2 separate regions of the Mus musculus genome follow, and region 2 is linked to region 1. Evidence: chromatin contacts called from public Hi-C data. All regions are on one chromosome and are shown on one strand. The core of a region is the stretch at or near the end of the contact, and the rest is flanking DNA. Distances in the headings are between cores, read along the strand shown. Region 1 overlaps Nrip1 (nuclear receptor interacting protein 1). Region 2 overlaps Gm30507 (a long non-coding RNA gene).

Evidence for each region. Hi-C and Micro-C count contacts between places; a contact is called where the count stands out from the background.
Region 2: a contact with region 1 is called in a Hi-C map of uterus, with 6 times the contacts expected there. The contact joins two enhancer-like sites. A contact is called at or near these places in 7 of 484 Hi-C or Micro-C datasets (CD4 T cells, double positive thymocytes, nephron progenitors and 2 more) and 1 of 9 other capture datasets (adipose tissue).

What each region holds. Positions count from the first base shown.
Region 1 is chr16:76,320,037-76,324,109 of GRCm38.p6, forward strand. All of the region lies in intron 3 of Nrip1 (nuclear receptor interacting protein 1), which reads right to left. Among named protein-coding and RNA genes, the nearest start is that of Gm30569, 21 kb to the left of the region's middle. Within about 2 kb of position 1,720, at least 78 of the 459 cell types and tissues checked have an H3K27ac peak or open chromatin away from gene starts, as enhancers often do. A contact at or near this core is called in uterus, where this site is marked.
Region 2 is chr16:76,200,311-76,204,383 of GRCm38.p6, forward strand. The region is part of intron 2 of Gm30507 (a long non-coding RNA gene); the gene reads right to left. Among named protein-coding and RNA genes, the nearest start is that of Gm30507, 47 kb to the right of the region's middle. Within about 2 kb of position 2,076, at least 58 of the 459 cell types and tissues checked have an H3K27ac peak or open chromatin away from gene starts, as enhancers often do. A contact at or near this core is called in uterus, where this site is marked.

The sequences.
Region 1 (4,073 bases), core at 470-2,969:
GAATGCCCAATTAGGCAGCTGTCACACAAAGCATAGGCTGCAAAATTATCCCCTGTCAAAAGAAAGAGCAGCTGCGGGTGCCAATTACAGCAACCTTTCAACCCTTTAGGTACTGGAAACTACACACAAGTAAATGAAGAACAATTAGCGATAACAAATCGATGAATTAGGACAGTAAATTAGAACGAGTAGCAGGTGAGCTTGGGTCATACATGACATTTAGGGCATACCAGACTCCAGGCAAGGGCAAAGCTCACTGCCTGGCGCCATGTCCCTGCATATAGAGTCCCTTCTACTATGTCTCTTGGCAAACCTGAAATCCTTTTCGATATCTGTACCTAAAACTATGTGTCTTGATGTAAGAGTCCTTTTTCTTTTCATGGACTCAAAACAAATGTTTCTTGACAGGAAGAAAATCCCTCCCAAGAACAGGTCTAGTAAATTCTAGGTAGTTCTTATACAATCTACTGTGTTATCCACTCCAACTTAAAAATGTTAAGTGTAGCTTACAGAATCCAAACTACCTGTTAAAATACTCACACTGAAACTACTATACATCTTTACACACTAGTTGGCCAGATTCCCATTAGCTCCTATTTGCAGAAAAGCAATGGGGTCTGAATTCTGAGGAAATTCTTCTGCCAATATCATCAAACTCAAATCAAGTTTCTCGGCCCAAATGTGATTTTCTCTCACATAAAGAAATAACAATTTTAATGGTTTATATCTAATACCTATAAATATAACAATCATAAAATTAATTAATCTTTCATTATTGGGCCCCAGGGTCATGCATGAAGTCCAAGCAGAAGACATTGACTCTCCTGGAGTCTATCTCATTGAGCTACTGGCCCACAGCAGAGCAAACCCAACATGGCTGTGAAGTATTCATGGGTCTGGTGTTATTAGCCTTAGCATGTCAACTGCCCTCAGAAACAAATTTTGGAAGGTCCATTTTAAATCCGTGTCAATTCTTGGAAACTTGAAAGACCTGATCTGGATCCGCTGTTGATTTGAAAGAAACAGGGGCTAATGAGTTCAGTGAGGCATCTCCATCGGAAGTGGGTGTGTCAGGGGGGAGAGAGAGAAGGTATCAGGCCCTACGCACCTCCCTCCTATACAGTATAAATGAATCACAGCCGCCAGAGGGTCAGCCCTAGTTCTTCCAGCCATTTGATAAAATTTCCAGGAGCCGTGTCTCCGAGAGAAAACTCCATTAAAAGTTTATCTCAGGATTACATTTATAAATTATGTTTTGTCTCAAAACATAAACCAGACTCTTGGACAAATTTTCCTTATTTTAGAGTGCAACCCCGCAATGTCAGACATGGAGAATGCAAAGAAAGGGCAAGGAGATGGGGAGGAAGGAGTTAATGCCTTTAGAATTCGGTTTCCATCATACATGGGTGACTATCTCTTTAAATAATTTAAATCCTCTCCATCAACTACAAAGCTGTTTTGAAGCCATTTAGCTTTCTTCTTTACATGTGTTCTAATTAAGAAATGACCTTGTCATCACGCACACCAGAAATCCGGGATTATTTCCTACAGCAAAAAATTCACAAAGCCTCCCCCCCCCCCAAAAAAAAAAGAGAGTAGAGGTGGGGGGAGGGGAGAGAGACTTCTTCCCCAGTTCCCTCACTGAGGAAGTTGTTGGTTGGCTGAATGCTGAAGCAGTTCCACCGCATAATTTTTTTTCTGTTGTTGTTGAATGTCACAGGGCGGGTTAGAGTGACCTTGAGCTGCATCAGCGGCTCAGCAAGGGTCGAGATGCCTGCAGGCGCCCTTGTACTGGATTTGCAAGACAAAAACCTTCAAACTGGCTGAAGGACATCTTAAATCTCTTCAAAGGTTTCCCGAACTAATCTGGGCTGCTCTTAGCAGGATCAGCGCCAGTATGAGAAGCAAAATTAAAAACAAGGTCTTTGACAGGATGCTGTCTCCTCTTAACCCTTCCAGAGCAGAACAGAAGACGTTACAAGCACTCTGGAGAGATGGCTTACCTAGAAGCACTCTTTCATAACAAATTATGTAAGCAAGAAATCACAAAAAGAAGGGAGGGGGGAACTATTAGTCCTCAAAAGTAAACATTCCTTCCGTTTTATTTATAATGAATTCAAGCTGGGTATTTTTTTTTTCCTTGACTATACTTTAGTGTCATGGTGATAAACCTGAAAACTACAGCTATATCTTAGATTTGCAGCACTGTAAAAATCAAATCACTCCATCGACACGAATCTAGGACTTTCAGTGTTTGAAAAATAAGCTCTGGGCTGGTTAAATCGAAGACCAGGTACGATTGCATATACCTTGCTAAAGTGACAATCAAATAGTATCATGTGACTAGAAACAGACCTGAGAAGGACCTGAGAAGAACCTGGTAAAGCTAGCTCAGTGCTGTTTGCTGGGAGAGGCAAACGTGCCCTTTTCCACACTGTTCTCAGCATCTCCATCCATGTATAGGCCAAAAGAGAAAGAAGAGCGAGGCAGTTGAGGCTTCCTTGCTATGGTTTGAGTGTGACACCCCCAGACTTATGTGTTAGAGCCTGCATCCTCAATTTCATCCACTAATGGTACTAACGGGATGGAATGATGTCATAAAGGTGTGGCCCCTATAAAGGAAGAAATTAGCACTTAGAATGGCAGGTCTCTGAGTGCTCTCACTGCGCAGTATCCCCTGCTATCCAGTGATTCTTAGGATGTACCATGCAGCCTTCACCAGACACCAAGCAAATGACTGCACAGTGCTCCCAGACTGCTCAGTACCGAGAAACATGCATTCCTCTTCCGGTACTCAGCCTTGGGTATATTGTTAGAGCAGCAGAAAACAGACTAAAGAGAGGTAAATGTTTGGCCTTTCCCAAAGCAGGGCCTTTGGATTTCAATGCAGGAGCTATAGTAGGCAAGTTTGAAAATAATTATTCTAAAACCAAACAATACAAAATGATAAAAACAAAAACAAAATAACAGAGTGGGGCACAGTAGTGCACACCTTTGATCCCAGAACTCAGGAGGCAGAGGCATGGGGATCTCTGTGAGTTCCTGGAAGCTTGGTCTTTAGAGCTTGGAGGTCCAGGACATCCAAGGCTATACAGTGAAACCCTGTCTGGGAAGAAGAAAAAAAAAAACAAAAACAAAAAACAAAAACCAACAATGACAAAACAAACAAATAAACAAACACACCAGCTCTAGCGCTCAGAACACAGTTTCATGAAGTAAACTGGGTACTGTTGTGACTGGACTGTGAGATGGCTCAGTAGGTAAAAACAGCTTGCTGCACATGTTATCTACTTGAGTCTGGTTCCTGGAACCCACATAAAGCTAGAGAGGGAGAACCCAAGCCAAAGTTGTCCCCTGACCTGCACACCCCATCCCAGGATTAACAACAACAACAACAATAGCAACAAGCGAGTAGTTAGCAGAAGCAAGAAGCAAGGAAATTATTTCCTCTCAGAAAACAGCATAAGTAAGTTCAGGACTCTACTGAACCTCAACCACATCTCCACTCACGAGAATTCAGCTATGTAGTTGTAAAACACACGCGCTCAGGGCTGTAATACCTAGCAAGTTCATAACAGCACTGTGCACCGCACATCTTTTCTTTGTTCTCTGTGCAGAGAGAGAGGCAGGGAGCTGATGCTGCTAAGTGCTAAGCTGGAAGCATTCATTCATTTGGCAAGTGCCCTGGACACACCCAAGTAGGGATGACCTAGGTTTTGGTTATCTGCGTGTGCAGATGGTGAGAGAGGTGGCGGCTAAAGATGGAGACAGCCCACCACAAGAAAATGACCACATTCTAGGTCAGAGCAACGGATTTGCAGGCAGAGCAGAGCTGGGGTGACACAGGAAGGGGTAGCTATTTATTGTGACTGGAGATTAAGCTAACAATGCTCTCAGCTCCAAGGACTTTTGAGTCAAGGCCACACCAAGGAGCTTAGGCCTTTATCTGGTGGGAATGCATGGTTTATAGGAAAAGATATGATTAAAGGGATGTTTTAAAAAAACAAAACAAACAAAACAAAAACTGTGGGGTTGGTGATGGTTTGGGGAGAGGATGTGGTAGACCAGTTGGT
Region 2 (4,073 bases), core at 826-3,325, 120 kb before region 1:
CCACACCTACCAGGTCTTGGAAAATAAGATTGGAGAGGGAAAAGGAAGACAGGAGTTAGCAGAAGGGAACTTGACTGTTGTCCAAGCACAGGGGCTCAGCTTCCCCACTCAGTTCCTTTCTTAGGAAAAAAGTCATTTCAGTTTCCTACACTGGAAGGTGGATGAAGTCTAAAAAGCCCCCTGCTGGCCACTCCTATTTCCACCCTATCAGTGCCTTTAAAATATAAGGCATACAAATTCCCTTACTTTAGCCATATTTATAACATAGTTTAACTTTCCATAACTAACTGGGATTTCTTCTACTTTCTCTTTTATTTAATTAAATCGACTATACCAATGCAAACTGCTAAAGACATGTCCCTGACTTGACTGTCTTTGATCTTTTTAAAAAAATAAAATAAAATCAATTGTTTAAAAAAAAAAATACATGTTTCTGGTGAAGTAGAATCTAAAATTATGTAACTAATGGATTGGTTTGTTATTTTTATCCTAAAGTGAAGAGAAATGTTGTTGTTTTTTTTTTTTTTTTACTATCTAAAGAACATGAAAAAAATTTAAATTAAGTAATAAATCAGTTTTGTCCAAAATTATTTAGACTAATGATTCCCTGTCTTAGTCTAGGAAACTGGCAATAATTATGCATAACAAACAAAAGCCTTGGCTGACTTTGTTCCATGCTCTAAGTTTACTCTACGAGGTCAGTGTGCAGACTTCTCTAGAAAAGAGAATTTCCTGGGGCAGACTGACCCAGGTTGTACAGGAATGTAAATAAAAATGATTGAGGATTCCTTTCTTTGCATAGAACAAATATTTCATGACTTTGTATATTATAATCCTCTTTCTCGTGTCTAACAAAGACATCATAGCATCAGCCAAATACTTAAAGCCTACTATTAAGATAAAAGCATTACTCCAATTTGTCATCACTTCTATTTAATTATATTTGTAAAAGAAGTGTGATTAATGGCACAGAAAGCAGATGCTTTGTAAGAGTGACAGCCATGTCACTGTGAACACAAAACGTTCCTCTGAAATGGACTCCAGGGTCTTCTGCCTAGCAAACTTGGGCAAGCGTGGACGTGCAAGAGAGAGCTGCCACAGTAATGTTTTAGTATTGCCATAGCTTTGGATGAGATTCTCTTCCACGTGAACAAGTCTTTCCTCATTCCTGACATCACTAACCTTTAGCAAGTCTATGGTTCCTCCATTCCACAGCCTTTGTAAAAACAGGAATGAATCTGCTACATGGTGTTCTGTACGTGAGCTTAAGAACGTTACTTACTGTATTCCAGAACACATTACTCCTTCAGGCTAGGGATACACCTGCATGACGGAACATCTCCTACCATGTGTGCATTCCTGTGATTGCTTCCTAACACCACAAAGGGCACAAAAAAAAAAAAAAAAAAAGGCAAAACCTTAAGCTCTCAGAGTCAGCATTATGAACGCAAGCCAGGACACGCTAAACTTTTCCTGAGGCAGAGTCCAGTCGAAAACTTTATGACAATCTTCCTGGATTGAGCTTTGCCTAAGATCTTCCCGTTGGTCATGAGACAGTCAGGGGACTAAAAGTGTGTCACTTGATTAAGTTTTTCAGGCTGATAACAAGAAGGTAAGCAACTATGTTATCCAGGAGGTTCCAAAGTCCCATGTCCATTCTGGGTCAACTACAATAATTCCCCTTCCTACGTCCAGACACTGCCTGTCACCTAAAGCCCATTAGGGGGCAATTTCCTAAAGCTGAACCCGAAGAGATTATGGGCTGCCCAGCTCAACCGAAGAAGCCAGCTAGTGTGAGTCACCAGAAAGTTCCTATAACCTAAGAACTTCTCTTACAGAAAATGCTACTTCCCAGGCTATCAAAAGAATCATCTTTCCCCTCAGGGCAAGGCTGGCTCTGCACACACAAATAGAGAGCATTTTCTTCGGCCTCCAGTTCAGATGGAGAAGAGTGATTTCTGTGTTGTTTATGTTCACTTGCTCTTTCAACCTAAGTTCAAAGGTTTGACTGCACCTCAGCACTTCAAACCCTTGGGCGGTGATCGCAACGTTCCATTGCATAGACACTCCTGAGGGGGGCAACATTGAACCTGTCAAGGATGGTTTCCCCTGCTTCTGGGCTCTAATGCTTCTCTCTCTACCAGTAGAGCTTTCAGCAGGAAAGACTCATTGATTTAGAAAGAAAAATGCTCCAGGTTCAAAGTTGAGCCAAGCAGTCCTTCCGTCCCACCAACAAATGCTAAGTACATATTCACTCGTGTTTGCTTTCTCAAGAGAGATTAGGAAAAGGAAATAGGAACACATTTGTATAGAATTTTCCTGAATCAAAAGTTATTATTGAAACCCAATACTATCCTGAAGCAAACAACCTTCTATACACAGTTTTAATATCAATTAGTTAATTGAAAATACTAATTGCCTATAAAAACATTCCATTTTCACTGAAAAACATCCACAACACATAAAGTATATTTAAATATACGATACACTAGGAAACAAAACAACCTGGAAGCACTGCTAATTACTTTGTCTTGCCAAGTTTGAACAAAGGGGATTCAATTTTGTTTCTTTAGTTCTGGGAACTGAACCCAGGGTCCTGTGCATGAGAAACAGAGAGTCAGAAACTCCAAATGTTGAACAAACTTTGACTTCCTCATAGAAAAATGAACCAGTGATTTCTCTAGACTCTGAGGGAAAAGCAGTCTTTTCAGATTATAAACTGTGAATGCCCTTCTCTTTCTAGACCACTGTGTTATGACAAATTGGCTACGTTTTATAACTGAGCAATGTTTTGACTCTTGGGGAATACTATAAAGTATGGAAAAACATGTGAGTATACATGTACTCTCATATAACCCAATAAGCTTACGTCAGTATAAGTGTTTTTGAACTGACTGTAATAGTCTAAGAGTTTGTGTTGACAGGAAGCACATAACCAAACACATGATTATGTTAGTAACCATATAAATATAAACTTTAGTGAACTAGAGCATTTCATTCTATATTACTTCACTAAGAAAATGTACTTGCTGCCTTAAGACTCCTTCACTGTACACTGATGAGCAGCTAGGATTCTCAAAGACTCTCAAATCCTCAGCGTTCTGTTGACTTCGGATTATGCACTTCTCTTGTTCACAGGGACCCTTATCCACTTGACACTCACTAAGCCACTGCTGTGAACTTTGCTTTGAGTTTGATCTCAGTGCTCTCCAAAGCCACTAATCATTTCTTCAATGTAAAACACAGTGAGTGCTTGGACATCACATATTTAATATTTTTGAATGATATTGCTACTTTCCTTAAAAATTTGCATTAAAATCCAACTCCTGGGGCCCCAGAAATATGACCTTACTTGGAAGTAGAGTCATTGCAGATGTAATTTGTAATAGGATGAGGTCATACTAGAGTAGGCTGACCCTTCCGCCAATATTTCTGGTACTCTTATCCATAAATGTGTCTCTGATGTTAGAGACACAATGTGACAGTACAGACAGATTGTTGTGCACTCCCAAACCAAGGCAACCAAAAATTTCTGGAGAACCATAAGAGAATCAGGAAAGGCAACAAAGAGTTACCCTACAGATTGTAGAGGTGGCCTGTAGCTTCCAACAACTCCAAAGAACCTCGAGACAATAGAGCACTATAGTTTTCAGAAGCCTGGCTTAGAGTAGTTCACCATGGAAGTCTACTGCATACCTTAAGACCACTAAGCCCTGCACTGTATTTTTTTCAAACAACCATACTACAGTCTCAACAAGATTCTTCCCAGTTCCTAATATGCTGAGGTTCCTTGAGACACCGAAAAAACCTCACACTCTATGACCATGTATATGTTAGGGCTTGTCAAGTTCATAACCATAGTTTGCCTACATCAACCAATGAACTATATGACTATATAGCAGAGCAAGCTCAATCATACACAAAGGGCATATCCACTCTGAGTTAATATACATCCTTCCATTTATTTCCCCAAAAGTAAAGCAAAAATAGTTCTACAGTAAGTCTTCCCATGTCCTCTAGTTTTCCAGTATTTTTTGAAGAAAGACATATATGCGTGTGGACCCTTGACATAA